2 separate regions of the Drosophila melanogaster genome follow, and region 2 is linked to region 1. The links are chromatin contacts, called in public Hi-C maps. All regions are on one chromosome and are shown on one strand. The core of a region is the stretch at or near the end of the contact, and the rest is flanking DNA. Distances in the headings are between cores, read along the strand shown. Region 1 holds the start of Rcd5 (Reduction in Cnn dots 5). Region 2 holds the start of ens (ensconsin).

Evidence for each region. A called contact is a pair of places that touch in the nucleus more often than the background predicts.
Region 2: a Hi-C map of the Kc167 cell line shows a contact between it and region 1, with 2.8 times the contacts expected there. A contact is called at or near these places in 7 of 107 Hi-C or Micro-C datasets (the D17-c3 cell line, the Kc167 cell line, the S2 cell line and 3 more) and 1 of 7 datasets of targeted methods (the Kc167 cell line).

Annotation. Positions count from the first base shown.
Region 1 is chr3L:4,036,944-4,044,908 of dm6, forward strand. It overlaps Rcd5 (Reduction in Cnn dots 5), which reads left to right and starts at 3,586. Exons shown (of 3, transcript NM_139595.3): 1 at 3,586-3,960; 2 at 4,024-4,750; 3 at 4,810-5,654. The coding sequence starts at 3,686. The coding sequence ends at 5,544. CG11593 reads right to left here and starts at 3,539. Exons shown (of 4, transcript NM_139594.2): 1 at 3,153-3,539; 2 at 1,871-3,088; 3 at 1,699-1,809; 4 at 580-1,636. The coding sequence starts at 3,157. The coding sequence ends at 1,516. Gr64f (Gustatory receptor 64f) reads left to right here. Exons shown (of 7, transcript NM_168052.3): 5 at 1-136; 6 at 192-444; 7 at 504-632. The coding sequence ends at 596.
Region 2 is chr3L:4,130,584-4,138,548 of dm6, forward strand. ens (ensconsin) reads right to left here and starts at 3,967. Exons shown (of 13, transcript NM_001300004.1): 1 at 3,871-3,967; 2 at 3,186-3,239; 3 at 1,373-1,629; 4 at 1,167-1,306; 5 at 538-653. The coding sequence starts at 3,919. It overlaps RfC4 (Replication factor C subunit 4), which reads right to left and starts at 5,455. Exons shown (of 2, transcript NM_079191.3): 1 at 5,236-5,455; 2 at 4,277-5,183. The coding sequence starts at 5,400. The coding sequence ends at 4,353. Rop (Ras opposite) reads right to left here. Exons shown (of 1, transcript NM_001274475.1): 1 at 5,776-7,965. The coding sequence ends at 6,438.

The DNA.
Region 1 (7,965 bases), core at 2,336-4,835:
GGTCAGAGCGTCGTATTCAGTACAGAAATATATGCATACTGTGCGACAAAATGGACGATGCCATATCACTCATAACAATGGTGTCCTTCTCCAACAACTTGTATTTCATTTGCGTCCAGTTGCTGAGAAGCTTGAAGTGAGTTCATGCACTTAATAACATCCAGTTGTTCAGTTTATATAATCCTTCCCAGCACTATGCCATCGGTGGCCCATGCTGTGTACTTTTACTTCTCGCTCATCTTTCTAATTGGTCGCACTCTGGCGGTTTCACTGTACTCCTCGAGTGTTCATGATGAATCCAGGCTGACTTTGAGATATCTGCGCTGTGTGCCCAAGGAGTCCTGGTGTCCGGAGGTGAAACGATTTACGGAGGAGGTAATCAGCGATGAGGTGGCCCTCACTGGCATGAAGTTTTTCCACCTCACAAGGAAGCTGGTGCTGAGTGTAAGACTACACAAATATGAATGTAATCATATAGTTTAGTATGATATCCACTTACTTAGGTGGCTGGAACCATCGTCACGTACGAACTTGTTCTCATCCAATTTCATGAGGACAACGACCTGTGGGACTGCGATCAGAGCTATTACTCATAGGAGTTTGATTTTCACAAGGTTTATTGCGTAATAAATAAAAAATCATCTTGCACTTTATTATTATTGTTTGTTTAAAGCGGTAAAAGGAAACCAACAAAATGTCGCTCTTAATATCAATCGGTTACATTGCCTAATTGTACGTCACATTATCCGCTAGAGAGATTCTACGTGTGTCCGTGTGTAGATTCCACAAAGAATGGTCGCTATTTCACTTACAGGCTAATCGGCTAACTCTGATGGTGGATGAGATAAATGGGGCACCTACTGTCGACTGGCATGGGGTCCATCATGTGTCAGCGAAAGTGTCGTGTTTGGAACGCTTGGAATATACAATATGCGATATAAGATGCAAAATTCAGCTAAAGATTTTCAATTACTTATGTTTAGATTCAGTTTAGTGTGTTGCTCCGTTTCCAACTTTGTGTTTTTTTTTTTTCTTTTTGCCACTACAAAGGAAAGGTAACATGTTCGGAAGTTTGGTGGTTTCTGGTTGCATATGTATGTTCCTCTATAAAATATATGAAGCGGAAGCTACACGATAACTACATGGTACCATTATGTATGTGGGTGTATATATAGGATCCTAACACATATGAGTCTGTGTCTAATACGATTTCTACGACTGCCAATAAAGAACTACAAAAACTTGTTCGATGTTTTGCTGAACGCCTTCACGCTTCACACAGAAAAATGCTGGGGGGGATTTCGACTTGGCTGAGAGAAGGCAAAAATAAAGTATCACAAAGATTGAGATCTTAAATTAAAGCATAGCGAGAGAGCGCAAACGATCGGTTTGGAGGATTAGCCTCAGTCCTTATTGAAGATGGGGAATGCAGAGGCTCGAGTAGCGAGTGTGGCATGAATGCGTTAAGTTTGCATTAGCGTTTTGCGTTTAACAAGTCTGGGGCATCGCAGGGCCTCAGTGCCGCTTGGCGTCGTATTGCTTGACCTTCTCCGGAATGGCTGCCTTCTCCACGACCACGTGCATGCCCAGTTCCTCCAGGGACTTTACGTAGACCAGCTTTCGCCAAAACTTTGTGCTACGAGAGATAAAGCAGTATTTATATGAGATCTACATTTGACAATGATTATTATTACTTACCTCACAAAAGGCCGCGCCATCCAAACCAGCGATTTTATCCAGAATGTCGGATGCACCAAATACATGTGCTTCAGGCTTTTGCGCAGTCGGCGATCAAGCAGCTGATAACACCTAAAGGATTATCATAGCACGGCATTAGAAATCTCCTTAAAAAACAGACCGAACAACTCACCGTTTAAGCCAGGGAAAAGGTGGCACATTACGCCTATTGGAGCCGCCATGCAGATAGATTAGCACATAGTCATCAGTGACCAACTGTTCCAGGGTCTTGACCACGTACAGAAACAAATTGTCCATCACGTAGCTGTAGTCGGCCCTCGACCTATCCGGCAGGTGACAGGCGCAAAAGATGACAATGGCGTTCTGACCGCCAGATTTGAGATAGCCGCCGTGGGACAGCACACGCTTGTAGGGCTCTATGACCCGCATGTCGATCTCCCTGGTACGTCCATCCGGTAAAGTGATCTTCTGCCAATTCCGCGAATCACGTCTCTCTTCAGCAGCCGTATACTGTGGCAGAGTTGAGGCAGCCGTAGCCGATGCCGGAGCATTTGGCGTGGGCGTGGTGGCCAAACCGAACTCCAGGTCCAGTTCCAAGTCGTCGTCGTGGTCGGGCAGCAGTTCCGGACCCTCGCAGTCGTCGTCGTCATCCTCTCCGTCTAAGCCATCAATCAGGGAGCTCGATGGACTTAGAGAGGCCAAATTGTGCTCAATGTCCTCGTCATCGTCGAAGCTGTGATTGGAGATGGAATCCAGGCTAGATATGTCCTCGCCACCAGGGAGTGCAGTCGATCGTTTGGATTTCTTGCCATTGCCATTGGGCATCAGGGAAACGGACTGAAAGTTAGACTCCACGGCGGCCAAGTACTGGGACACATCCGCATCTGACTCGCTGCTCAGGATATCCGGACTGTTGGCCCTTAGCAGGCTGACCTTGGCGTCCTGCGGCTTGTTCCGGCATTGGTTCAGGTTGTTCTTCACCTGCACCGTCTCCGTGGTGGGCACAACGTCCGGAAAGTTGCTCCTCGGCAGCTGTTTCTCCTGCTTCTTCAGCTGAAAGGGTTCCGAGTCTGAGTCCGTGTTGGTTGGCGACATCAGCGGATGGCTGTTGGCCAGGGTGCGCTCGATGATGTTGTGTCGTTGTGGCATCGCCTCCATGGGCAGCAGCTCTGGACGCAGTATTCTGTTGTCCAGCGCGGAGGTCGTCTTGAACTCCAGTTCCTCCTTATCGTGATCCTGCTTGGCCTGCTCCAATTTCAGGATATTCTTCTCCGGCGCGGTGGGCAAAACATCATCCGCCAGCGGCGAGACGCCCGTTGAGTCCGTCGGCGTCTCCGAGATGTCCATTTTGCTCTCTGACGGCGAAGATTCCGATTCCGCGTAGTGCAAACTGCAAATCGATTAGTCATATCTTAGTCAGTCGCCTTTTTGTTTTCGTGCAAAGAACCATTTACCTCATAGTTTCCCGTATAATTTGTGTGGCTAGTGCGAAATTTCGGGGCCCGCTCATCCAGACACTCATCTAGTCGCTCCGGGCATCGGTGCTGGGTGCATAAGTAAGACTTTTTAGCCCGAATTCGCTGATTTTAAATGCCAGTAAACAAAATTTCGAGAGGGCTCCAGTGGCGAGGTTACCAGATATTCGCGAATGCGTTTGTGTGGGTAGCAGTGTTGCGAAACATGTGTTTCCCATGGAGATCTGGCAGGCCAGTGACACTATGATGGTAACTTTTAAAATGGTAAAGTCAAGCTTAATGTTCTCACTTTCGCTAATTATATATTAAGCAAGTGAACTGTTAAGAAAGAAAATTAATTTTATATATATTTATATAAGCTATTAACAAATGTTTTTCTTGCAGTGACACTTTATTTCGAAGACGTGGCAACTCTGCAAGTGATATACTTTTTCCTGCTGGTGCGGTCACACTGCTGAGCTGTGCGTCGCGAAAATAAATACATTTTAGCCCATAAACAGCCCGCTAGAGCGATGGAGGCATCAAGAATAACCGCGATCGCCAGCAGTGCAGTGTCCGTTACCGCTCCCAATCCCCCCACAGTGTCCACCATTCCCACAGCAGCTGCGAGCACACTAATCCAGGTAGGCGTGTCGCCAGCAACAACAACCATGCCAACACCAGCAGCCACAACAACAACAACCACAATAGGAAGTACAGCTAGCAGTGCCGTTGGAATTTCAACGCCGATACGAAATCCCATTTCAAATCTGCAGATAGAACAGCAAAACGATCAAAAGCGAAGAAGGTGAGACGATGACATATGTCAAAATTGACAGATTAAGTGGCAGCTCCTTTTGCATCGAAACAGTTCATCGCGGACGATTAAAAGGAAGCGTTTTGATGACGAAATAGTTGAGTACAACATTGCGGTGCCCACAAATCGCAGCGGAACAGACGCCAATCGCAGCAGCAGGCCTCGCACCACCTCCCAGAATTATCCAGCTTTGGTGGGCGTGCCGCACACCACGTTAGCGCCTCTTAACATACCCACTTCCACGCCACAGACGCCGCTTTCAGTTGATTCCCTGCTGCCGGGGACACCTAGCACTGTTGCATCGCTGTCACTGGCCACGCCCACAACGCCAGCTCCCTTGGCCACTCCCCTTCCAGTTGCCCCAATTGTGACTGCCGTCGCGCATCCCAAACCACCGGCCATGGAGCGCTCCACGACCAGCGAGCGCCGTTCGCGCCCAGTGCGTCCTGCCAGCAAAAAGGCGCAGCGTAGAAATGGTCGTCCCATGGGTCAGATGGCCACCAAGGATTTGGGCCGCTGGAAGCCCATTGACGACTTGGCCCTCATAATTGGCATCCAGCAGACCAACGATCTGCGGATAATCCATCGCGGCGTTAAGTTTTCCTGCAAGTTTACTCTGCAGGAACTACAGCAGCGCTGGTATGCTCTGCTGTATGAGCCTGCGGTGTCCAGGATTGCAGTGTCCGCCATAAGGAACCTGCACCCCGAACTCGTGGAGTCCGTTCAGCGCAAAGCTTTGTACAGCGTGCAGGAGGAGGATCTGCTTGGCACCATTAAGAGCGTAAGTACACTATTTTCATCATGATTTAAGCTTTTTCTAATCAGTAATTCAATTCACAGTCGGAACAACCAAAACTTGAGCAGTTCCAGGAGCTACTGGATAAGAATGCCTCCGTTTTCTACTGCGCCCGCACTGCCAAATCCTTGCAAAACCATTGGCTTCTTCTCAAGCAGTACACCCTGTTGCCGGATCAGTCAGTGAAGCCTATATATGGCACGGATCAGCAGCCACTCAGCTTCTCGGATGCAGAAGATCAAATCTTCGAGCACGACCTGAACGAGCCACGTGACGAAGCTCTCGAGATGGAGCGAGCTCTGGCAGATCGTCGCAACAAACGTAATATTCGCCTGCTGGAGAACGAGCTCTCGCGCTGGGCCGTCCTGGTGGATTCCGTGCTTAGTCCGACCGCTGCCTCCGAGTTCGACAACCAGACACTGGCCTGCTTGTGTGGCCGCCATGTGCGGTACCTAATGCGTTCCAAGGAAATAACATTTGGTCGCGATGCCAAGGACTGTGTGGTGGACGTGGATCTGGGGCTCGAGGGACCGGCTGCGAAGATCTCTCGCCGCCAAGGAACCATTAAGCTGCGCAGCAATGGGGATTTCTTCATCGCTAACGAGGGAAAGAGGGCCATCTTTATCGACGGCACTCCTTTGCTATCCGCCAACAAAGCTCGACTCGGTCACAACTGCACAGTGGAAATATCCGGTCTGCGCTTCACCTTCCTGGTCAACTACGAGCTGATCAACGCCATCCGCCAGGAGAGCGCCAAGACATCGAATCCCCTCAACTAGTTGCGATCAGAGCAGGCTGGCTGCGAGTGTTTAATATATTCTAGTACTTAGTAAACCCCAAAAAAACAAACTTCTGAAATAAAAAGCATATGGACATATGTATAAATCATAAATATTTTTGTTTTAATATTTTATCCACACTTCGTTTATAGAAGTTGACTAATAGACAGTGTAAAGTTTTGCAGTATAAATAATGAGTTTTAATCCGAGTTAAATGCTTTTTATTAGCATATTTACGACTTAAATCAAACTTAATGTATTTCGAGTAAATTAGAGTGGTAAGCACACACACCCACGCTGTAAAACTCGTCAAACGCAACGCCTCCAATCGAACGGATGCTGTTAGCGACTTTTTCAACCGTCGCTGGTAAAAACGAAGGGAAGTGCTAAAGAGCTTAGGAGTTCTCCCGGATGGGGTCAGTTCCGCCCACGAGGAACCGTCTCGGTTATGTCTCCAGACTCCTACGCCTTCGCTGGCGCTGTGTCATGTGGCTAATTTGCGACTAACCCGTAAGCTGCTATTAATTACAGCTCAGACGCTGCTTGGGGCCACCATTGGCACCATCCGCAGCTCCATCCATCTAACCATTCTATCCATAACCATTCTGTTCGCATGTCACCGTTTACAAAGGTGAATTGGGCAACAAATATTCGCAGCAGCTCTGAGAAGAGTCACGCGATTGTATAATAGCCGGGTCGGGTCGGATCTTTTCTTTCTTCTGGAGGAGCCACTGGGTTCCCAACTTCGAGAGGTTCACTTGACACGGCAATTTGGCTGCTAATCTTTGCGATTGTGTTTAGGCAAATTTGTTCGACCTTGCGCACCTTGGGAGCTCCACTGACTCCACGGGTTTTCCACTTACAAATTGTAACAGATCGCAAGATTGACTACCCCGACTAAGTTATAAATGATCGCAGCTGTTGGGGTAATTAATAGAACCACCGACAGCCGAGACCATGACACCTAATATAGAAATTAGTCGGCGAAAGAACACGGAGAAAGTTCGATGACTTTCTGTGGCGGCCTTTCTTCGAGGTCGAGCTTGGGTTCGATGGGTTGGGATGGCGAATGAAGATGGAGATGGCGGAGCTCTTTAATTTGTATTGTTGATACTTTGTTGATACTATAAACTAATAAGCCAGGCTGCGCAGCATATTAAAATATAATTAATTGTTGTCACTGTCTATAAAAAGTCAATTTACCCCCATCTTGACTTGGTGGTACCGGGAATTTCGAACCGAACTCTCCATCTTTTTTCGCTTTGTTCCCGCTGGAATTCCAAAATTCTAACGTTGATTTGTGTGCATTTTTTGTCCGCTGACCAATCGACGACTGCCTGCTTGCTTTCTTCGGCGATGATGGTGAGATGGTCAGATGGTGATGATGCCAGGGCTAATGAAGCACGGCATTGTCTTATTATACTTCTGCCATATCTTTTGTGCAGTTCACCGAACTTTTGTTGTTGCTGCTGCTGGCTCGATATTCCGATATTTCGGTGATGTCGCAACTGCTAAAATTAGTTTGAAATCTTTCTCTTCCACAATCCCTATTAGCGTAGGTCATGCTGTTCTTTTTGGAGATCGGTCTGCAAAGTGTCCGAAGTGGAGCAACGTCGTCCACTCCATTTTATGCTGGCATTGCGTGGGTGTCTTAATCTAAAAGCCAGAACTTTCACGGCTCGATGGCTGAGATCATAGCTGGTCCAAGTGATCTATCTGGTGCTAGATACACCTGAGCCCAGCTCGGCCCAGTTGGGCTGACATAATGCCTTGATTATCTCATTGCATTATATAAAGTAAAGTAAACAAATGAAATTGTCACAGCTCCCCAAGATTTCGTGACTCTGCAGGAAAGTGGCCAAAAACAATCGATGTGGGGCCATAAAAATAGCCTACTGAACACTTTTCCGAATCGAACTATGCCAATATCATTTCCCCCCCTTTTTTTTTTTACTCCACCTGCCACACATATGTGTGATTATTCAATTCAATGCGAGAAAACAAAACATTTATAGAGTTGGTCATTTGTTGTTATTGTCGCTGCAGTTTGATATTCATTTTGTTAATCGCATTTCAATCAATTTCATTTCAATTGTCAGTCTCTGCGATGGTATGGAATGCACTGAAAAAAATTGCTAATGAAACCCTCTCTATAAACTATTTATAGATAACAAAAAAAATGAGATGGATAATAATACATCATACATTAAAATATTAGATAAGCAGCCGCCAATTAAATATATTTCTTCCTGTAATTAAAAATTGGCGAGGGGGCGTGTCCGCTTCTGTTTGAAGTGACACGCATGTCAACCGAATGCGTCATGTGAAATACTCCGATTTGGCTTTGTGTTTCGGCATGTAACGCATAAATAATCCGAAAACCCCCAAACCGAACTCAAATAGTTTTGTTCCGCGTCGCTC
Region 2 (7,965 bases), core at 2,717-5,216, 94 kb after region 1:
CGTCATTGGAATAGCCCCAATTGAACACCTCGTACATGGAGGAAGACTTGCGTCGGTGATCTGTGTGAAGTCGGTAGTTTTTTCGATTTGTTTCAAATATAGAAGTGAACGTTACAGAGGTGTGATTGCTGTTTGCTTTTGGGTGCAAATCATATTAGAAAACAAATACAAGAAAAAAAAATAAATAAAAAGAGAAGAAGGGAGCAGAAGTGATCGTGCCGTGTGAGAAGTCTGTGGGTGCTAGGGGTTTGTATCTATACAATAATAGTAATTCACATGTACACCAACTGGGCACAGTGGGAGATAACATGGTAGAGGGTTATAGAAATCTCCGGTTTGCGGGGCACATGTAAACAATAACTGGGACTTGTCAATTACAAGATTTACGAGTGTCTAAGGTAACGATAACGATAACTGCAAAGTAAAATTTAATCTCATTATGTGTGTCTGGTGTCTCAGCGAGTGTGGAGTGTTCAAGAGTGTGTGTATATCTGTTTCGGGGATGACTCAAGTGCTGCCGGGGGCAGCGCGACTCACCATCTTGTCGGTCCGTCGATGAGGAGGCACGCTTCTTAGCACCACTGTCGGCAAGTTCACGCTCTGAACTTCGACGTGTGAGCGAGGCGCCCGCTACGTTCGATATAGATGTGGACCTGCAAGGGGAAGTCATGTTTAGTACTCAAATTCAAATATCTAAGCGCAAAAATATAAACTTCGAATTGCCTCAAAATGGCCTTGCTACTTCATAACGATAAAACAATTAGCTATTTGCCATTAAGAATATCAAAGTTTACAATGAAAACCTGCTTAATCATTGTGAAATGGGTTTTTTCAACAATTGATTGGCTACTAGCTCACTATCTTTAGTTTCATGTTAGCCAATTATTTGCTTTCATTTCGCGACATTTACTAAGTCAATAATTATACTAATTGTGATTTATATATTTTGGCAAACAATTTCGTCATTAAAAGTTCAAGAACTGATAAAAATAATTAAGTAATGCCAGTCAGAGTGCAGCGCTAATTAGTCATGTGCAGCGCAAAGCACATATGAAATCGGCCAAAATATATACTAATCTAGATAGCCATGAATGGCTACATATTAGTGTGCGCGTTTTGTGTGAGTTTTTGGCTTTGTGCTCAGATAACTTTCATTCGGATCTCACCTCCGCTGACCCCAAAAGGCACTGGGCGATACCAGACCATAATCCGCGGGCACATCCAGCAGGCGGGGAGTCGAGGAGCCAAATGCGAAGCCGATGGAGTTTCTGTCCCGTTTTTTCACTTCTATCCGGGACTCGCGTTCCTGTGGATGATCAAAAACAAGAATTATAATAGAAGTTCATTGGAATCGAAGCGATAACGCACGCACCTGATTCTTTTTGAGGATGTACTCGCGGCGCTCCTTCTCGGCCTCGAAAATGGCCTTCTTGCGCTCCTCCACCTGGTGGCGCTTCTCTGTGTCCCGGGTACGGATCTCCTCGATGCGTCGACGGCGCTCCTCCTCCTTTTGTTCACGGTACCGCTGGGCGGCCTCCGCCTGGGCACGCAGTTCCTCGATTTTCCGGTGGCGCTCCTCATTTTGGCGATCGCGGGCATATTTTAGTTTCTCCTCACGGTCTTTGGACGCTAAAAGCGTAGCAAAATGAATAGAGATTCGAATTCGCACATACTTATAAGGGCATAAATTGAATTTGGATAAACAAGTTACGGTTCGCAAGCAAATAAAACTGGGAATATTTTCATCAGTTGCTACCTGTGGCCCAACAAAAATCGATAAATATCTGCTTAATATGTGTAGTATTATACCCCATTTTTCGACTTTTGCCGGCGAGTTATTTACATGAGAGCCGAGAGCTGACGTCATCGACAATGTACACTCGCATTTTGTGGGTCAATTGACAAACTAGCAGCAGCAACAATAACAAATATGGCACAAATACTCGGACAACAATACCGCCGCCCCCGCTTCAAATTTGCCTATGTGCAAAATGGGCGAACAACAAAAAAAACAAATGATAAAAGGAAAATAGAAAGCAAATTGCTAATGCAGGCGCACATTTTGTTCTATTGAAATGACATTGAGGCGGAAAAATGCAAAAAAAAAATTAACAATAATAACAATAATATTGGTAGCATGCGGTTTGGCTGCCAAAGTCTGCATAATCGAACTGGGAACTGGTTCTTATCGCCTTATCGGTTAAGATATTTTTGGAATTCCATGACGTAAGCAAGACGACAAAGGAACAACTGCAAGTCAATCTTTTTGCCAGTTACAGGTGCGAAAATATCTTGCAAATGGGAAATTATCAGCTGTCAAGGTCGCAGGCAAAATTGCTGGATTTTAACCCACTGTATGCCATATTTACTTGTGTTTTTGGAAAGCCAAAAACATTGCAATTGATTTTTCGCTTGATAAAATCCATTTCCTTTTTGCTCTCGTAATAACATGTAGTTCAATTTAACTTAACAAACTTTGAGAACATTGTTATTAAGATCAAATTCCCAATAACTTAATCATTCCTTGTTTTGCATTCTCACAATGATTTAGTCAAATATGACTATACATATTTTTAAAATTTGTATAATTAGAGTTGGACTTGCCATCTAAAATCAAGCTAGACCTTAAGTGTAGATAACATTTTGATCTTTTAGGTGTTAATTGAAGATGCTTTGAGTTTTTAATAACCCACTTTAGTGGGTAACATCTAGACAGTTTAGAAACTACAGTGATTTAAAGCGTGTCACTGGGTGAGAATAGATAAGAAGATTTTCTTATTAGAAAAACAGCTATGAAAGACTTGCAATAGACCAGTGACGGTTAAAATCGCGATAAGGCGGACTATGGGTCTTATTTGTTAGTGAGATCATGCGGCAAACATTCGGAGCATTCGTTTTGGAGGCGGAACAGAACGGGGCGTGGCTGTGGAAGACTTTGGAGCAGCCTGAATGGAATGCCAACTACCTTGAGAGTCGTCTTCACTGGCGGAGATTTGACCGCCCACCTGGGCGAACCAATGCAAGGTTGCGCCGGCGCTGCAGCCCGAGATCTTGGCAGGTGCGAATGCGTGGGCTGTGGTTCGAGTTATAGGTGATGTTAAAGCGATTACATATAGTGCGTATGTGTGATATACATTGGTGCCGATTTTATGTAACTCGCAAGATAATCCGCATAGAAGGCTTACCTTTTCGCTCGGCGCTGCCCTCGCGACTTTCGGGTCGCTTGGCTGTGTTTTCCACTGCAAAAGAAGTACGAGAAAAATGGACGATTGAGTTTCGCTGCGATTTTCCGGAGTTTTACACGGACTTTTGGCTTTCGTGTGTGGGGAAAATCAATTGCCGTTGCGTTTTGGCAAAAAGGAAAGGTGACAAGAAGGCGAAAGAGCGAGGAAGGAGGGGGACACAAAAACACACACACACACGCACGAACACAAGCGCACGGCAGCAGCTGCGATGACGAAGCGAGAGAGACAGTGAGAAGTACGAGAAAATAATGTATGTTTCCCTCTCTCTTGTTCCAACGACTTTTCCGACTGGAACTTATTTATAAACTCAAAACTCCGGTTCGGAATCGGGGAACTCGAAATACATATATCCCCCATTTCTAGGGGGCAGACACTTTTGGCTTCTCGGCTTTTCTCTTCTTTTCTTTTCTGTGCCTCTCGCCTCGCTGTTTTTTTTCTTCGTTTTTCTCTCTTCACTCCGTTTTTGCTTTTTGGCCGTGGTGTGAGTGCCGTTTTGCTGCGCAGTCGACCAGCACTTTTTGGCCACTGAAAACGCCCCGAAAACGCGTAGATCCTGGCCGATTTTCGACGCGGGGGCATTCGTCCTTCGATTTCGCACTCTCAGCGGGTTGTTTTCAATGCGTACCTTCTGGATTAGTCGAAATATTTCCGTGTTGGCCCCCAAGACTCGCCATATTTCACTTTACTTTAGCGCTGCAAACAGTGTGGCCAGCTCTGTAGTGCTGCGATAATCTACTTAATGCGACCGTACTGTTGTATAGTGGTGTGCTCTACGAAAATACTAGAAATGTTAACTAACGTATTGGTTTTTATGTATAAAAACTAACTCCGGTTTTATGTATAAAAACTAATGATCATTCGGTCCTATAAATACATTATCTAATGTTGTATGATAATTTCAGCTTCCGATACCAAGGGCGCAATAATTAACACTCCATTAGGGACGATATGCTCTAAGTGCGCTGACATAGAAATTAACATTAATCTGTTAACTAACGGTGCCCAGTTTAAAATTTAGGTACACTTGTATTCAATACTGAAAAGGACTTATTTATCTCCAATTTTATTTATCTCTGAGATTTCTTTAACCTATAGTTCATATTAAATCTAATGCTTCTCGGCGGCAATGCAGAGTTTGGCCAGAAGGGCGGTGAGCTGCAGCAGCGAGTTGATACCATCGATAATCTTCATGTGGGTGATTCCGATCTCACGGATAAAGTCCAGCTTCAAATGCTCATCGATGTTGATGCGCTTGCAGACACGGAATATGTTCGCAATGATGTCCTCCGGCGAGTATCCCAGCTTCCACAGCTTGGCCAGGATTTTGTAGGCCTTGTGTATGTCGTTAGCAGCGCAATGGTGGATCATCTCCTCTAGGAGCTTTGGGTGCGGCTCGTCGCAGACCTTAAAGACGTTCTCAGCGGTGATGTCGCCAAATCCCTGAGCGGTGGACTGCAGGTTGTTCAGTCCCTGTCGCATATCACCTTGGGCAGTGAATACGATGGCCTCAAGTCCGTCCTCCGTGTAGTTAAGCTTCTCCCACTTGGCCACCTCGATGAGCTTGGCCAGAACTTGCGCATCGGACAGCTTGGTGAATCGTAGCATGGCGCAGCGGGACTGGATAGGCTCTATGATCTTCTCGCTGGTGTTGCAGGCCAGGGCAAAACGAGTGGTGCTGCTGTAGATCTCCATGGTCCGGCGCAGTGCCTGCTGGGCACCCTCCGTCATGCTGTCCGCCTCGTCCAGAATCACAATCTTGTGCCTGCCCCGCGGCAGTGTCACCTTCTGCTGAGCAAACATCTTGATCTTGTTGCGGACCACATCGATTCCTCGTTCATTGGAGGCATTCAGCTCGAGGACAGCCTCCTTGTAGCTGTCTCCCAGGAGAATCCTGGCCAGACACTGGATGGTGGTTGTCTTGCCCACGCCAGGAGGACCCTATAGATCACAATTAGTGGCGCCAAACTAATTTTACTCCTCACAAACTCACAGCAATAATAATATTGGGTGCATTTCCCTGGGTGGCGAATACGGATAGTCTTGCTACGGTATCCTCATTGCCCACTATCTCCTTGAACTTCACGGGGCGGTACTTCTCAATCCACGGCAAGTGACTGCGCTTGTCGTCCGCCGTTTTCTCTGGTTCTTCCGGCATTTTATGTGCAATTTCACAAATTCGCACAAACAAATTGAAGCGTGGGGCTGTAGTGTGGCCGTTTCTTGGGCGCCAAAACACAACGGTTAGGCCTGGTATTTTTTACATTTATCGATTTCTTAGCAACACCGATAGGTCCATAAAGGTAATTATTTGAAATTCAAATATAAAAAAAAAACGTTCAGATCATAAAATATTCTGTAAATGAGGAAAAGAACACACGCTCAACAATATATAAAAAGAATATGTTTTAAGCAAACATTAGTTAAAAATTCTTGTTTACAATGTAAACGTTAGATAGATGAGGATTTCAAATCAGGTTAAAAAAAACTAAAAAAGTTAAATTTAATTTAAGACCAAATAGTTTTTTTTTTTCGTTAAGCTTTATTGGGTATTGAAGAAATTACAATACATTTAGATGCATCAGGTGCCAAAAATTTGAACTTGCATTTGAATATAGTTCGAATTATATCATACGATCAGTGACCAATTGCAAAGTATATCATAAGTTTTTGAAAAGTACTCGGATTGTAAGACAACTTGGTTCAATAGTTTATCTTTAGTGTTAACATTTCAATAATTTAATTTATGTCATTTTGCCGAATATGTGTATTCTTGCACAGGCTCAACCATAATTCTTTCAATTTGACTAATTCGGAAATACATTAAACATTGTTGCAATCCGCGGTGAATATTTTATGGTGCTGTGTGAGTTGCGTGTCCCGTGATTTCTTCTACATTTCGTACTACAGTATATGAGCCAGTATAGGGGCTTAATTGAAATAATACTACGCGTATTATTGTAGTTAATATTTATTTATATTCGGCTAAGAATAAAATACTATATATTTGTAATATATATATTATGTAATGCGTATATAATTTATGTATTGTATTTTTAATATATATTGCAATATGTAATTAGTATAATAATTTCTTAAGGAATCATTTTGAACCTCCGGTAAGGAATAACAAACTATTTTTAAACACGACAAATGTGACAAAACCATTAACAAGATTATGACCCAATAAGTTCCTTAGTCCTCCTTCGAGAGACTGCCCAAATCGCTGAGGAAGATTTCGGGCGACAGGATGTGCGAAGAGCCAACAAGGACCTCCCAATTGCGAACCGCATTGGTCACCTCGTAGGCGCACCGCATCTCGGACATACTCACGCCGCCCACGATGAAGACAATAAGCCTGGGCACGTTCTTTACCTGCGCCTGTCCCTTGTCCTTGTGCCAGTGACCGTAGCGGGCACTGGTTGGGGCATGATAATTGGTATTTTGGGCCCTGCCCTCGAGGAAGGGGAAGTGGCGGAGATCGAGCTTATCCTCTATGCAATCCTCCATGATGTCCTTGATCACCGGTGTCCAGCGGGACATCTGGTAGGTGCTTTCTGTGGTGCGCTCCTTGCGCGGCACCGAGTACTGCTTCTTGCGCGAATCTGCAATGACATTGATGCCCAAGCAACTAAGGTTACGCACCATATCCTGATCCTTCGGCGACAGCTGGGCATGCGTAAACAGCTTGGTCAGGTTCTCCTCGGAAATTCCGTTCTTGATCATGACGTACAGGGCAATGATGCGAACCTTGTCGTAGTTCGAGACATTGGCGTCCAGCAAGATGGGCACAATGTTGCGCATATGATCCTTGATCTTTTCGCCCTCGGCGTCCGTGCCCATGGCCAGATCCTGTTCCACGCGGCACAGCTTGTCCACGTAGTTCTGGTACGACTTCATGCAGTCCTCGGCCAAATGCAAGTGGGTGGAGTACTTGGACAGCTCCTTCTGGTACTGCGGCATCTTCTTGATCATCTGCGAGAGATCGCGCATCGACGACTTGTCAGCCGAGCCCATGCGCTTAGAGTCGGTGAATTTCTTAAGGTTCTGAGTCACCTGGGTGGAGACCACAGCGATATGCTCGTGACGCAGCTCCACCCACAAGTCGTCGTTCTCGTCGAGCAGCACCTCCTTATCCGGCTGGTTGGGGCCGGGCGTGTAGCGATACACGTCATTGACGATGGGTAGCAAATCGTAGGCCATGGCCTGCAGGGTGAGCTCGTGCAGCAGCGGCGACACGCAGTCGAAGCCGCGATCCAGGATCAGCAGCTGGGATCGTGCCTTCTCGGGGCCCTCGCCCATGGTGGCATCGTCGGCCTTGTAGGCGTCCAGCTTCTGCTGCACCGACGCGGCCAAATCGATGTTCCTGTCCCAGTCGCTGCGGTAGCGCACATTTGGGTACTCCCCAAGGGTAGCGCACAGTGTGGCTATTTGCTCGGCAATTCGCTCGATGTGCTTGCTCCGAATGGAGGCAAAGGCCGGCGAGTAGAGGCATTGGAATGTGTCCGGCGAGTCCAGCGAGAACACCTGGCATTCGTATGGCAAAAATGCAATGTTGATCTCCTTCAGCGTCTTGATCTTTCCGGCCGCGCACGACTTGCACAGATCGTTGAATAGCTCCTCGGGACAAACTTCGGTGAAGAAGACATGGGCATAGCGATACATGGGCCGCGCTGGGTTCTCGAAGTCTCGTATCAGACCGCGCACTGACTCATCCGACGGC